3 separate regions of the Zea mays genome follow, and regions 2 and 3 are each linked to region 1. Evidence: chromatin contacts called from public Hi-C data. All regions are on one chromosome and are shown on one strand. The core of a region is the stretch at or near the end of the contact, and the rest is flanking DNA. Distances in the headings are between cores, read along the strand shown. Region 1 holds the start of LOC100285703 (yfnA). Region 2 holds the start of LOC100216704 (putative dnaJ chaperone family protein). Region 3 holds the start of LOC100286245 (3-isopropylmalate dehydratase small subunit 2).

What was found. A called contact is a pair of places that touch in the nucleus more often than the background predicts.
Region 2: a Hi-C map of ear shows a contact between it and region 1, with 3 times the contacts expected there. The contact joins the promoter of LOC100216704 here to the promoter of LOC100285703 in region 1. A contact is called at or near these places in 6 of 25 Hi-C or Micro-C datasets (bundle sheath, ear, leaf and 1 more).
Region 3: a contact with region 1 is called in a Hi-C map of tassel, with 4 times the contacts expected there. The contact joins the promoter of LOC100286245 here to the promoter of LOC100285703 in region 1. A contact is called at or near these places in 6 of 25 Hi-C or Micro-C datasets (ear, endosperm, leaf and 2 more).

The regions. Positions count from the first base shown.
Region 1 is chr5:195,919,080-195,923,097 of Zm-B73-REFERENCE-NAM-5.0, reverse strand. LOC100285703 (yfnA) reads right to left here and starts at 2,514. Exons shown (of 8, transcript NM_001174808.1): 1 at 2,150-2,514; 2 at 1,419-1,828; 3 at 946-1,122; 4 at 576-800; 5 at 296-472; 6 at 1-192. The coding sequence starts at 2,495.
Region 2 is chr5:196,099,014-196,103,138 of Zm-B73-REFERENCE-NAM-5.0, reverse strand. It overlaps LOC100216704 (putative dnaJ chaperone family protein), which reads right to left and starts at 1,926. Exons shown (of 8, transcript NM_001143109.1): 1 at 1,808-1,926; 2 at 1,054-1,225; 3 at 783-957; 4 at 542-680. The coding sequence starts at 1,206.
Region 3 is chr5:195,713,367-195,717,606 of Zm-B73-REFERENCE-NAM-5.0, reverse strand. It overlaps LOC100286245 (3-isopropylmalate dehydratase small subunit 2), which reads left to right and starts at 1,825. Exons shown (of 2, transcript NM_001159133.1): 1 at 1,825-2,599. The coding sequence starts at 1,843. The coding sequence ends at 2,592.

The DNA.
Region 1 (4,018 bases), core at 1,265-3,764:
AGCTACAACCATAAAGGCTATAGCATAGTTAAAGCGATAGCAAAGTCCCACTATAAAACCACAAAGAGCAACTATGACAAGACTTAGAACACCCTCTTGCCAAATTGACATACTTCCAAGGGAGCGACGACTAGTTCCTTTGTCATTCCATCTTAGTGTGATCACACAAGCTGATACAACTGAATAACCGGTCTGCTCCCAGAAAGAAATAAGGGGAAAAAGTAGCAGTTACATGCGATTGTTCGATGATGGGAATTAGACAGTGTGATTGAAATATTTACTGAAGTTTCCATACCAGAGTGCCAACGGAAAGAATATGTGAGAGCATACGCACATTAAAGAGGCCTGCCATGACTGCTGCAACACAACCGACCCAAATCTGAGACTGTACAGGAGTATGCCTTGTTGGGTGTACTTCAGCAAATACTGAAGGTAAAAGCCCATCCCTTCCAAGTCCAAAGTACAAACGTGACTGTTTACAATTAAGGATGTAAAGCTCATCAAGTAGATCAATTTGATTAAGTGAAAACTACTAGTGTGATCTAAACATACATAGCCAAGTTAGAAGGTATTACCTGAACATACAAGCCAACAAGAAGTGTTGTTGTAAGTCCAGCAACAGCTCCAATACTAATCAATACAGTAATAAATTTCAGGCCCTTAGCAGCAAAAGCCTCAGCCAAAGGAGCATCTTCACCGAGTAATGTATATGGAACCATTCCAGTAATGACCAAGCATACAGCAACGTATAACAACACACATGCTATAAGGCTTCCTAGTATACCAATGGGTAGGTCTCTCTGGAAATTTTGTTTGCAGAAGAAGTTAGAATGCATTTCACACTTTTATAATCTATAGATTATGTAAAAAACGAATACTGACATTCACTAAAAAATAGAATATGGCCATAAAAAGACAGGGCAATAAATCCAGCATACGAATTACCTGTGGCCTTTTGGCTTCCTCAGCAGAATTAGCAACCGCATCAAATCCAACATATGCAAAAAAGACTACTGTGGCTCCAGTCACTACAGATTTGAAACCATTTGGCATAAACGGAGACCAGTTTGATACATCCACCTCAAACACACCAGCAAATACAATGACTATAACAATGATTATCTGCATTTGGAAACAGGTGCATCAGTCCAAAGTAGTAAACAACAGTGCATATGCCTTCTACCTCACAAACATGAAAACTAAATCTTGAGAAACATAACACCTAACATTAAAAAGCATTGCCTTCTGCAAGCACAAAAAACTCTTATCATAGAACAACTAGTACCATATGGAAAAAGGATACCTAGCCACCTACCTAACAATGATGTTACATGAAGATACCGCCTAGCCAATTCAACAATGAGCAAGTTCAAGTTGCAGCAAACACAAACCCAATATGGGCATGTAAGCAATCTTACCTTCAATGTTGTCATAAACGTGTTCACTGCTGATGATTCTTTGACACCATAGCAGAGAATCGCAGTTAAGATGATGAGAAGAACGGGGGCCAGTATGTTAATTGATACAACACCACCAAAAAACTCCTCCCCATGGCCTACCCAGCTTGGAATTTGGCCCTTCAAGAGCGGGATTAGCTCCAAGAACTCGATAAAGTAGCTTGCTAAGCTGCGAGCAATGCTTGCTGCGCCGATATGGTAATCCACCATCAACTGAGTGAAGACCAAGAAGGCGGTGATCTCATTGAACGCTGCGTACGTGTACAAGTATGCTCCCCCAACCACAGCAGGCAACCGAGACGCCAGTTCAGCATAGCACAGGGCATTGAGCACGCACGCAGCTCCAGCAAGAACAAAACTGATCGTGACACCTGTTATATTATACCCTCATGTTAGTTTAAGTTCCACGGGAGCGAAACGAAGGACGACACGCTACTTAGGCAAATAGAGCAACGCTTCAGTTGGGGCATTTGAAGTAGCGAAAAAAATCGAGCACTTCCGTAAGTGTGCTCCACAACAAGCATGATCGATCCACCAAAATCACTGCGCCATCGCACTGCTTCTACTTAGCCATGAAACCAACAAGTTGTTGCTCTCATTATAAACATTATACAAATGTCGGCCTGGACCGAGCAGCAGCAGCAGTGTTTGGTTTCGATTCAAATTAGTACGGAGCTGTAGGGTTGGTTGACCTGGGCCGGCGTCGCGGGCGACGGTGCCAGTGACGACGAATATGCCGGCGCCGATGGACGCACCGATCCCGAGCAGCACGAGGTCGAGGACGCCGAGCTGCCGCACAAGGCCCTCGCCGGTGGCGGCGGCGGCGGCGGAGGCGCGGGCGCCGAGGGGCTTACGTCGGAGCGCCGCGGCGCAGAAGCCAGAGAGGAAGGGGCGGCCGGCGGTGGAGGAGAGCCTGTGGTCGCGAGCTTCCTCCATGGCGTCCGAGGGGATGGGGAGCTGGTGGCGTCGCGACTTGGGCCGTCGCGTCGTTGGCGTCCGCGCCCAGATCGGGAGGAGTGACGTCGGCTCTTGCGTCATGCGGAGAGGCGTGGGCGCGTGGCCCCGCCGCCGGCCGGGCGTCGGTCGGTCAGAGGGAAGGAAAACCGTGATTGGGCTGGCATTCTCTGCTCTTGGGCTGCAGCGGAGTTGTTGGGTTGGGCTCCCATCGAGTTCTACTCCGGTGTTTCTTCGTACATTTCTCTCCAGCCGGTGTGCTCAGTTTGGATATCTAGTATTGAAGTGGTTTAGAGAGATTGGAGAATGTATAAATTCCTAATAAATCAAAAACTCTTATAATACATTACAATTCACTCTAATTTCTTTTATTACTAAATTACCCAAATTAGGCCGTAACGGGATTGGGCACTGCTGTCCAACTGTCATTTATTACACTAGCAAATTGTTTTGTTTGCACCTACTATACTGCATCGCTCGTGGCAGGCAGGAAGCACTGTAGCAGCCTGCAGCAACGTGCCCGCGAGAAACTTGCTATTTTGTCGCTCTCAATTTTGATTTGTTTATAAATCGGATGACATACTGATAAAGTCTACAAATGACAATGGTAAAATTGTTAATGGCTCCCGCGCAAGGGCGAACAACCGAACAAGGAACATGCAACAGCCAGACCTGGTTTCATTCAACGGGTATTCGTATGCCGACTTGCCGTCCTTTTGACGAGCGACCATAAAATGGGCAGCTGGAGAAAGAGTCGTGCAGACTGCAGCGCCGCCGCGCCGAGCTCCGCCTCCAATCTGGAACAGCAAAGTCTCTTGCTGTCGTTTGGTGTGCGCGCGCACGCTGGCTCTTGTTCCTTTCCTGACTTCCTCCACTGACCAAGCGAGCCAGCTATCGCGCGGTCTGGAGCCACGAGAACGGCTGCTGCCTACTGCCTTGGAGCTGGCGTGGATGGATACGAGCGACGTACCAAACCCTAACTGAAAGAGTCAGGCGTGTGAGCAAATACAAACAGTCGCACGACAGTTGGACCCACTCAACGAGGGCATCGTGTCTCTAATCTACTACATTATATATATTTTTTTTAAAAAAACTCTAAATAGAAGCAGGGTCGTTTACGGCAGCCATAGGATAGTACTGCTATAATTATGATGGATTAGATGTCCTGATCCAGCAACGGATGCACTCGATTGCATCGAAACGACGCTCGGCAAGCCTCCCTGGATTGAATCGCTGGGAATCCATCTCAGCCGCTCAGGTCACCGAACAGCTAGCTTGGCGTCCTAAAAGAATCGGACAATCGTCATGAATTTGATGTGGAGACTGGAGAGCGACGGGACTGGAATTGAACGAGGAACACGATCGCTCGTTGGTCCTTCTGGTAAGCGTGAGAACAGGTGCTCGGCTGTGCTCGACCAAAAGCTTTGAAACGGCTTGCCAGAAGCATAAATGTATCGACAGCAACATGTCACTCACTCTAAATTCATCATCTATATTCATTCTTTATAATATTATTTAAAAAATTCTCTCCTCTATATCTCCTCCTTCTCTAACAATATTCTCTATATCTCGTTCTCTGTACATAAATATCTATATTAGAGACATAT
Region 2 (4,125 bases), core at 677-3,176, 180 kb before region 1:
GCCACAACAATAACTCTTTTGTAACTTCAAATAATCATATGTGGTAGACAAAGAAAATTTAAGGTTGCCATGGGAAGTAAAGTTGAATGTAGAAGCTTACAGACATATCATATAACAGACAAGCAACTTGGCAGGCTAAAAGTTCAAAAAAAAAGATTATTGCATAGACCCAAAAGAACTATGCTGCCAGTCATATTTCTACTACAGTGTTGCTTTATCTGTAGATCAGAAAACACTACTTTCAGCAACCAAAGCTGGAGGAGCAAATTCAACACAAGAAACTAGAGTGCATGGAAAATTGCAAATATAAGCCTCTTGTGAAATAAAGCTATGCTATACCTACCACCCTCCCATGAAATACTCAATGTGTGTGTGGTAATGTTCATGTCTGGTTTTTGAACACACATAAAAATCCACTAAGCCAATGATGCATCATTTGAAAGTTGAGACATTAGTATATTTGCAGCATTGGCTACATATCAACACAGCAAAACTGTTCACCAGAAGACAATTTACCTATTGAGAACGAAGAAAAACTTACCCCTTGCACTTGGAGCACAAAGCACTCCGCGATAAAGATAGTTTCTTGGTTGTCCCATTGTACAGATCGTCTAAGGAAACCTTCATAGTATGCACCACATCTTCACCACGCTTTTGTCTGCGTCCTCTTGAGCTACCACCTATTAACCATAAACCGATAAATAACCAGTGTAGTATTTTAATCCAAAGGGAAGCATGAAGCAACGATATATATAAACAACACCACAAGATATTTTGATTACCCCCAAAGGTGCTAGAACCCGGAAAAAGTTGCTCAAAAATGTCGAAAGGGCTATGGAAATCACTGCTGCTGCCTCCTCCCATTCCTTCCTTAAGGGCATCTTCTCCATACTGGTCATAGATCTCCCTCTTCTCCGGGTCACTAAGAACATCATAAGCTTGAGACAGCTCTTTAAACTGCCAAGTTCATCATCAAGGAAAACCTGGCGATGAGAACACCTACAATTGCACATACTAAGCTAATATTACAGAACAAATGTGGACAGAACAAACCTTCTCAGGGTCTCCACCCTTATCAGGATGGTTTTTTATGGCAGCTTTTCTGTATGCTTTCTTAAGCTCATCCTGACTTGCGGTCTTAGACACACCAAGAACCTCGTAATACTTGGTATTGTTACTACTCTTCCTTGGCATGCGTCCAAACATGGTTGATAATAGGTACTTGCTATGAACGGAAAACTCAAATCAACTCAAGCGATTAATAACAATAATAAATGATAAAAAAGTGCCAGTACTTTTCAAAAGAGAAGGTACTCTGTAGCAGTGAACTTACAATAATAACATTGCCTTACCAGACTTACAAAAAACAAGGAACTAAGGTGTGTTTGTTTCCCTCCTAGATTATATAAGTTGGATTATGGTGGAAAAGTGGGAGGGTAAAATATCACTTTGGAACCACAAATAAGCTAGTATTGGGTAGCATTTCAGCTTATTTGTGATCCCAAAGTGTTTTTACTCTCCTACCCTTCCACCATAATACAACTTATATAATCTAGGAGAAAAACAGGCCCTAAACCACGAGCGGACCAGTCCAAACTAGCGGGTAGCGGCACAGGAGTTCAATTGAACACATACTCAAATTAAAGGAAGTTTTTTACTACGCTGCAGCCCAAAACACGAACCACAACACACGGTACGGATCGACGCTATCACACCAGGTCGAAGGATTTGACAACTCACATCAAACAAAGGATCATTCCACAGAACGAACCAAAAGATGCATGCAGATGAGCTAGGGTTTCCTTACTAGCTAAGGAAGGAGTCAGTTCAAGCACGGATGGATCTCCGCCACACGCCGGCCTGCGGAGATCAGGGCGGCGACGATGACGCCGGGAGGACGAGAGGCGGCGCTGCAGCAGAAGAGCGCCTGGATCTGTAGAGGCGTGTACGGCGCGTAGACCGGTACACGCCTATAAAAGAGTTGCGGTTGAGGAAGGTCGGCAAGCCACGGGATGAGTCGTAGTACGTGGGCTGGATTGTTTTTTTTAGAAGAACGTGGGCTGGATTGGTGGGGAATACAGTCCGTTGCCTCGGTTGCGTCATTCCGACAATTTTAGCCAAAGCCCATGTAAACAAACATACAATACAAAGTAGTAGGAGTACAAGTTTATTGAGTTGCAGCATAGTACAGGCTGAAAGTGCGTAACCTTATCACTCCATTTTTGCTCGCTTGTGCGTGCGCCGGGTGCCCGCATTCACCTCGCAGCTCATGTTTCTATGCACCATAAAATTTAGTGTATGTGGATTTTGTATTGAATTGAGTTGTAAAAACATGGGCAGTCGTGGAGGACAACCAAAAAAAATAAAGTATGACAGTGGTCTGGACTGTTGTCTGAACGGGGAGGGGCGGACGGCCGCATGGGCGCATATGGCGACACCGGCACGAGCGTAAGGCGCTCCACAACAACAGATAGCTTAAAATAGAAGATTTATATTGTTGATTATACTGTTTGTAAAATAAAATTTAAAATAGAAGATAGAATAGAATAGTTGCTAGAGACAGTCTAAGAAGGACCATGGCAAACGGCCGCACAGCGCACATCGTATGGGAGCTGAACAGGATGGAGCGCTGGAGTGGGTGAGCCGCAAGCGAAAACGCGGGCTACGAACATAGCTAGAGAGAGGAGCTCAAAGAGCGATAGCGATAAAGTGGGTTACGCGGTACAGGCTACTCCACAAGTCTGCAAGACGAAGAAGAAGGCCAAATAGGACACAAACGCAAGCAAGCAGTGAGGGTCACTGCTCGACCGCCATGGGACACCAATTCTCAAGGGCACCATCTCCTCAGTAGATGTAGGAACCCTCATTCTTATGTCTCAGACTAGCGACTAGCTTTGCAGGCCACATCCTACACACAATAGACTGCAAATAATCTGATATTAGAGTTAAGAATATTGCAAATGACACTGCTAGATAGATCAATGTTTGCTAGGGAGTTTTTTTAGTTTGTGAGAAATAGATTGATATCCCAATATATTTATTTCTTATCGAATATTATTTACAATACCAAAAGCTCTGACATCAACTGAAAAAACTTCTCAAAGCTAAAATTATTAAAGAATTATTTAATGTCTACAATGTCTAAAGAAATGTTAAATAGGCTATCAACTTTATGTGTTGAGAAAAAACTATTACATGCTATTAGTATTGAAGTCATCATTGATGATTTACATCTAGAAATGTTAGAAGTCATTTTTAAGGTGTTCTTTACAAGATATTTGAGGTAACAATCTAGAAACACCTCCGAGGACTTCGCTGCAAACATGACTCAACTATCATATAACTTAAAAGATCATTAGGTCAACCCTAATCCTCTAGTTGGGGACGTTATTGGTAGTGTTGTCATCTTCAACGTTACCGCTCTCCTTTGAGCTGGTCTTCAACTTGGCTGCCAGGTTTTCCATAGCTTGAGTGCAAGGTCTCGCACCTCCGAGGACTTCGCCAGACCAGCACCAACGAAGCTGGCTACGATCATGCGAAGGCCCGCACAAGAGAGGGGCTCACTGACAGCGACGCCACCGACGGGCAAGGTCATTATTACCAAGCGAAGACGCCCTCGAGTAGTCGAGTGGCCCTGCCTCACGGAACAAAGCCCCCCCCCCGCCTTTAACACCCGATGGAAGAGAAATGTGTTTGTAAGGATGAAGACCTCGAGCTCGCTCCCAAACAGGGCCCCGCTCTCGTCAAGTGGTGATGGTCCCACTTGTAAGACCCTCAGCAGGGTAGAATGAATGTTCAGTGCAGTTGAGTCATAGGGTTACTGTATTGTAATAACTCTATTGTATGGAATAATTCGAGAATGTATAATTGTACTTAGGTCTACCTGTCCCCCGGTGCCCATAAATACCATGTTTTTAGCCTAATGTGACACGAATAACAAGACATTATAGTTCCCTACCTAACATTTTGTTGTGCACTTGACCCTTGTCAGCTCCGGAGTGCTTAGACCCACCTAACCACTTGTCAGTAGGTCCAACACCTATTTCTCCTAGAATTTTATATTCCGTCACTTTTTAGAGTTCAGATATAAGTCTATCTCAAATTCATATGATAGAGGACAGAAAA
Region 3 (4,240 bases), core at 576-3,075, 200 kb after region 1:
GCCACATGTCATACACCAAAAATATACCTCTATATATCATTCAGTGACACACAAGTAATGAGTATACAATCTCATAGCATAACAAGAATTTTTTCCAAAAAAAGTAGGGAGAGCAAATAAGGTAAAAATCCTACTTTAGTCCCTTTTAGTCAATCATTGGTGACTAAATAGCTAAAGTTTAGTCATCTCAATTGGGGGTGTTTGGTTTCTAGGGACTAATGTTTAGTCCCTTCATTTTATTCCTTTTTAGTGTATAAATTGCTAAATATAGAAACTAAAATAAAGTTTTAGTTTCTATATTTGGCAATTTTGGAACTAAAATGGAATAAAATCTAGGGACTAAACATTAGTCCCTAGAAACCAAACACCCCATTTAGTCACCTTTGTTTCTTTAGAGACTAAAAGTGACAAGGTCTTAGTGCATAAATTTTATCATCAATTTGTTTGGAAAAAACATCCGTTCTATAATTAAGAGAAATTACATAATTCAAAGAAAAATTACATATTTTGTAAAAAACAATACAACACTACTCATCGTCATCATTTTTTTCCTCGTCTAATTTCAATTGTATGGACAAATTTTATATGGCTAACTTAAGGGTGATAGATTGTACTATTGATTGCGTTATTTTTTGGTTGGTCTTATAGAACATGTAGAGGTTGCTCACTCTTCACACTCTCTAAAATAGTGTAGTCTACAATTTAAAATAGTATTTTGTATGCTCACTAGCGAGTTGTTCGTTTTGTTACAGTTTGTATATATTATATAAATAGTTATTGAGACATTTATTTAAAATTAATTATTATTTAAATATAAATACTATGGTACGTGGGGTTCAGCGGTTAGCCCAAAAATTTGGAGGAGGGGGTGTGGGTTCTATTGCTCGCTCTCGCGGGCAGAGTCGAGTGCTGGACTGGCGAGATAGCTAGTTGCGCGGGCGTGGGGCCCACAGGGCAGTAGCTGAGAGAGCACTGCGCGGACGCTGGGTGTGAGGGCCATAGAGCACGACGGGACAGGAGAACCAGTCGGACCGCGTGGAGCGAGCCAAATTGTGAGGATGAAACTGTGGTAACACCAGATATCCATATTAGATTTTTAATAGAGTAATATAGATATATACGCTAGAGATGTCCAGATGGACCGGGCGGCCCAAAATCCGGCACGTCACGTAGTGAATCGGATCTGTGCCGGTCCGGCCAGGTCACCGGGCCATGCCTGGGCTAAAGGCGTGGCACGACGGGTTAGACCTGGCACGACCTAGTTTTATTTTTTTATTTTATCTATAAATACTTATATTATATTTAATATAGAGTATAAAACATAAACCCTAAAATATGCATACTTTTTAAGATATTTTTATCGTTTAAACATAAAATATTGTCATGGTCCCGTTAAACCTATCAGGCCATGAATCAGCCCGACACGATTATTAACCTAGCGGGTCGTGCTTGAACCTCACTTGGAGCTATGAGCCAACACGACACGACCCGCTAGCTAATTCGGGCAGGGCAGGCACGCCCGCTCATTTGACTCATTTGAACGTCTATAATATACGATGAAGATGACCAAGAGGCTCAAAGACACGGAAGGAGACGACAAGCCTTTCGCCCAGTAAGAATCAAGAAAAAAAAGTTTCTTTTGGTTGCTGGACGCCTGACAGTTCCCTGGCGTTCACGGAAACTGATTGTCAATCCGGGCTGGGCCGACGTGGCTTAGTTTCGTGGCGCTTACGAAATTACGCAGCCGCAGCTCAATGTATAATGGGCCTTAACCCGTAAGCGTTGAAGCATTCGATCCGTTCCCTTGCCCTAAGACCCACCCCTGATTTCATTTCCCCAATCATGGCGGCGGCTCTGTCGGGGACGGCGGTGTCCACGGCAGCGCTTCTAGCCCCAATCCGAGCTCCAACCAGCGCGTTTATCCGGCGCTCCCAGCTCACCTGTCATCGCCTCCACTCACTAAAATGCCGCCGCGCTGGGTCCATCGTCCCCGCGGCCGCTGCTGCCGCGGCGGGCAGCAGCTCGCCGTCGTCAGCCGTTTTCCACGGCGAGTGCTTCGTGGTGGGCGACAATATCGACACCGACCAGATCATCCCCGCCGAGCACCTCACTCTGGTGCCCTCCAAGCCGGACGAGTACCGCAAGCTCGGTTCCTTCGCCTTCGCGGGGCTCCCATCCGCGGCCTACCCGACGCCGTTCGTCGCTCCGGGTGAGGAGTCCTCCCGCTACGCCATCATTGTCGGCGGAGCCAACTTCGGGTGCGGTTCCTCTCGCGAGCACGCGCCCGTCGCGCTTGGGGCCGCTGGCGCACGCGCCATTGTTGCGGAGGGCTACGCGCGCATCTTTTTTCGCAACTCCGTGGCCACTGGAGAGGTGTACCCTCTGGAGCTCACGGACGTTGGGGCCTGGAAGGAGTGCAAGACAGGGGATGTGGTCACCGTGGACCTTGCTAACTCCGTTTTTATTAACCACACCTCTGGCAAGGAGTACAAGCTGAAACCAATTGGTGATGCTGGCCCTGTAATTGAGGCGGGAGGGATCTTTGCCTACGCCCGGAAGACAGGAATGATTGCGTCGAAAGCTGCTGCATGAGGGAAAGGTGAGATAATTGTATTTCATGTTCTATTCCTCTGCATATCAAGCTATACAATTGAACCTTGCCGATACATGTTGCTGTCTGCTTAGGTTAGTCCTCATGTAATTGTTGTTCAGAGATAAAATGGATTCATATTAGTCACCGTTGTTTGATAGTTTAATGTATATGACTCTACTATGTGGCAGTCATATACTAGGGACCACGTTGGAATCCTACTGATACTTGCTCATATGGAACCTATTTTTGGTACAGTCAGGGTTTGTTTAGAAACTTTGGATTATTCGATGCCTGTAAATTCCTTAACTACACCTGAAACTTTCTGTGCACAAGAAAACAGAAGTGGGGAGTGTACAAATTAACCTATGGGCAGAAAATTCCTTAACTACCACATCACATCGAGCATCAAACTATTGACAAAAACTAATCAGATTTCATACCACATCTGAAATCAGAACATGAGATGTATATTAGAATTTTTGTTTAGAAACTTATTGTTCTGCTAACCACATGGTTGTCTGATGAGTCAACCCAGTAACTTAAAGTTCTATTAGAATTACAATATTTTTTGGAATTTGAAGATGAGGTTCAGTATTTGGGGATTTAAAGATGACGTGTTTCACATTGCTATAATTATAGTATGTTCTTTATCAAAACAGTCATCAATCAGTTATTGGATGCATTTTTTTATCCTTAGGGTAATCCAATGATCAAAATTCCAGGTATTTCTTTGGATTTGTCGTCGCTTTCTACATACATAGAATCCGGAGGATCTGCATATACTCCACTTTAAAGATGAAGAAAACCTGGTTGCAAAGTTTTAACCAATTCTGATTTCTTGTGACCATCTGCATACATAGAATATTAGAATCTGGAGGATCTGCATATATTTAATTGTAAAGATGAAAGTTTTAATCAACCTTGAGTCAGCAGTAATAAAATCAACTTAGAGCTGACTTGAGCCATACTTTGACAAATTAATGGCCATATTGCAAAATTGTGACAAGCCTTCGGTAACTTGGGAGTATTTTTCTTTTGTCCCGTACATATTGTTTCCAATTCCTCAATGATGGCTAATTGGCTATGGCAGTCAACAATCATGACGAATTCCTGACCACGTCCTGTACTTCACTAACCTGAATCTCCAATACCTGGGTGTATCGTGTGAACATATGGGTTCCAAATGTTTGCAGGCCTTAGACTGCAGGTCTGATCAACTACGGTGGTTGGCGTGGTGAGAGATCTGCGAGCGGTATCGAACTAGTGGATTGGCAGGGAGAGGTTGAGAGGAAATGCACTAACTTAGCAGCTTTTGCGTTTTGGGAGGTGGATCCACCAGTGGGCAGACTGCCCAAAATGATGGATTGGCAGAGAGAGGTTAAGAGGAAATGCACTAGCATAGCAGGTTTTGCGTTTTGGGAGGTGGATCCACCAGTGGTCAGACTGCCCAAAATGACTGGAGGAGGGTCCGTATTGTGGTTGGATCTTCATCCCATGATGGCATTACTTGGTATGTGTCAAACCAGCATTTACTTGGAGTCTGACTGTGGGTAAGCTCCTCCCATTCCAGATCATTGCGTTAAACTTAGGTCATGTTTGGATCAGCTAGAATTTCTGGGTTGTGGCTTTTTAGAATTCTAGCTGATC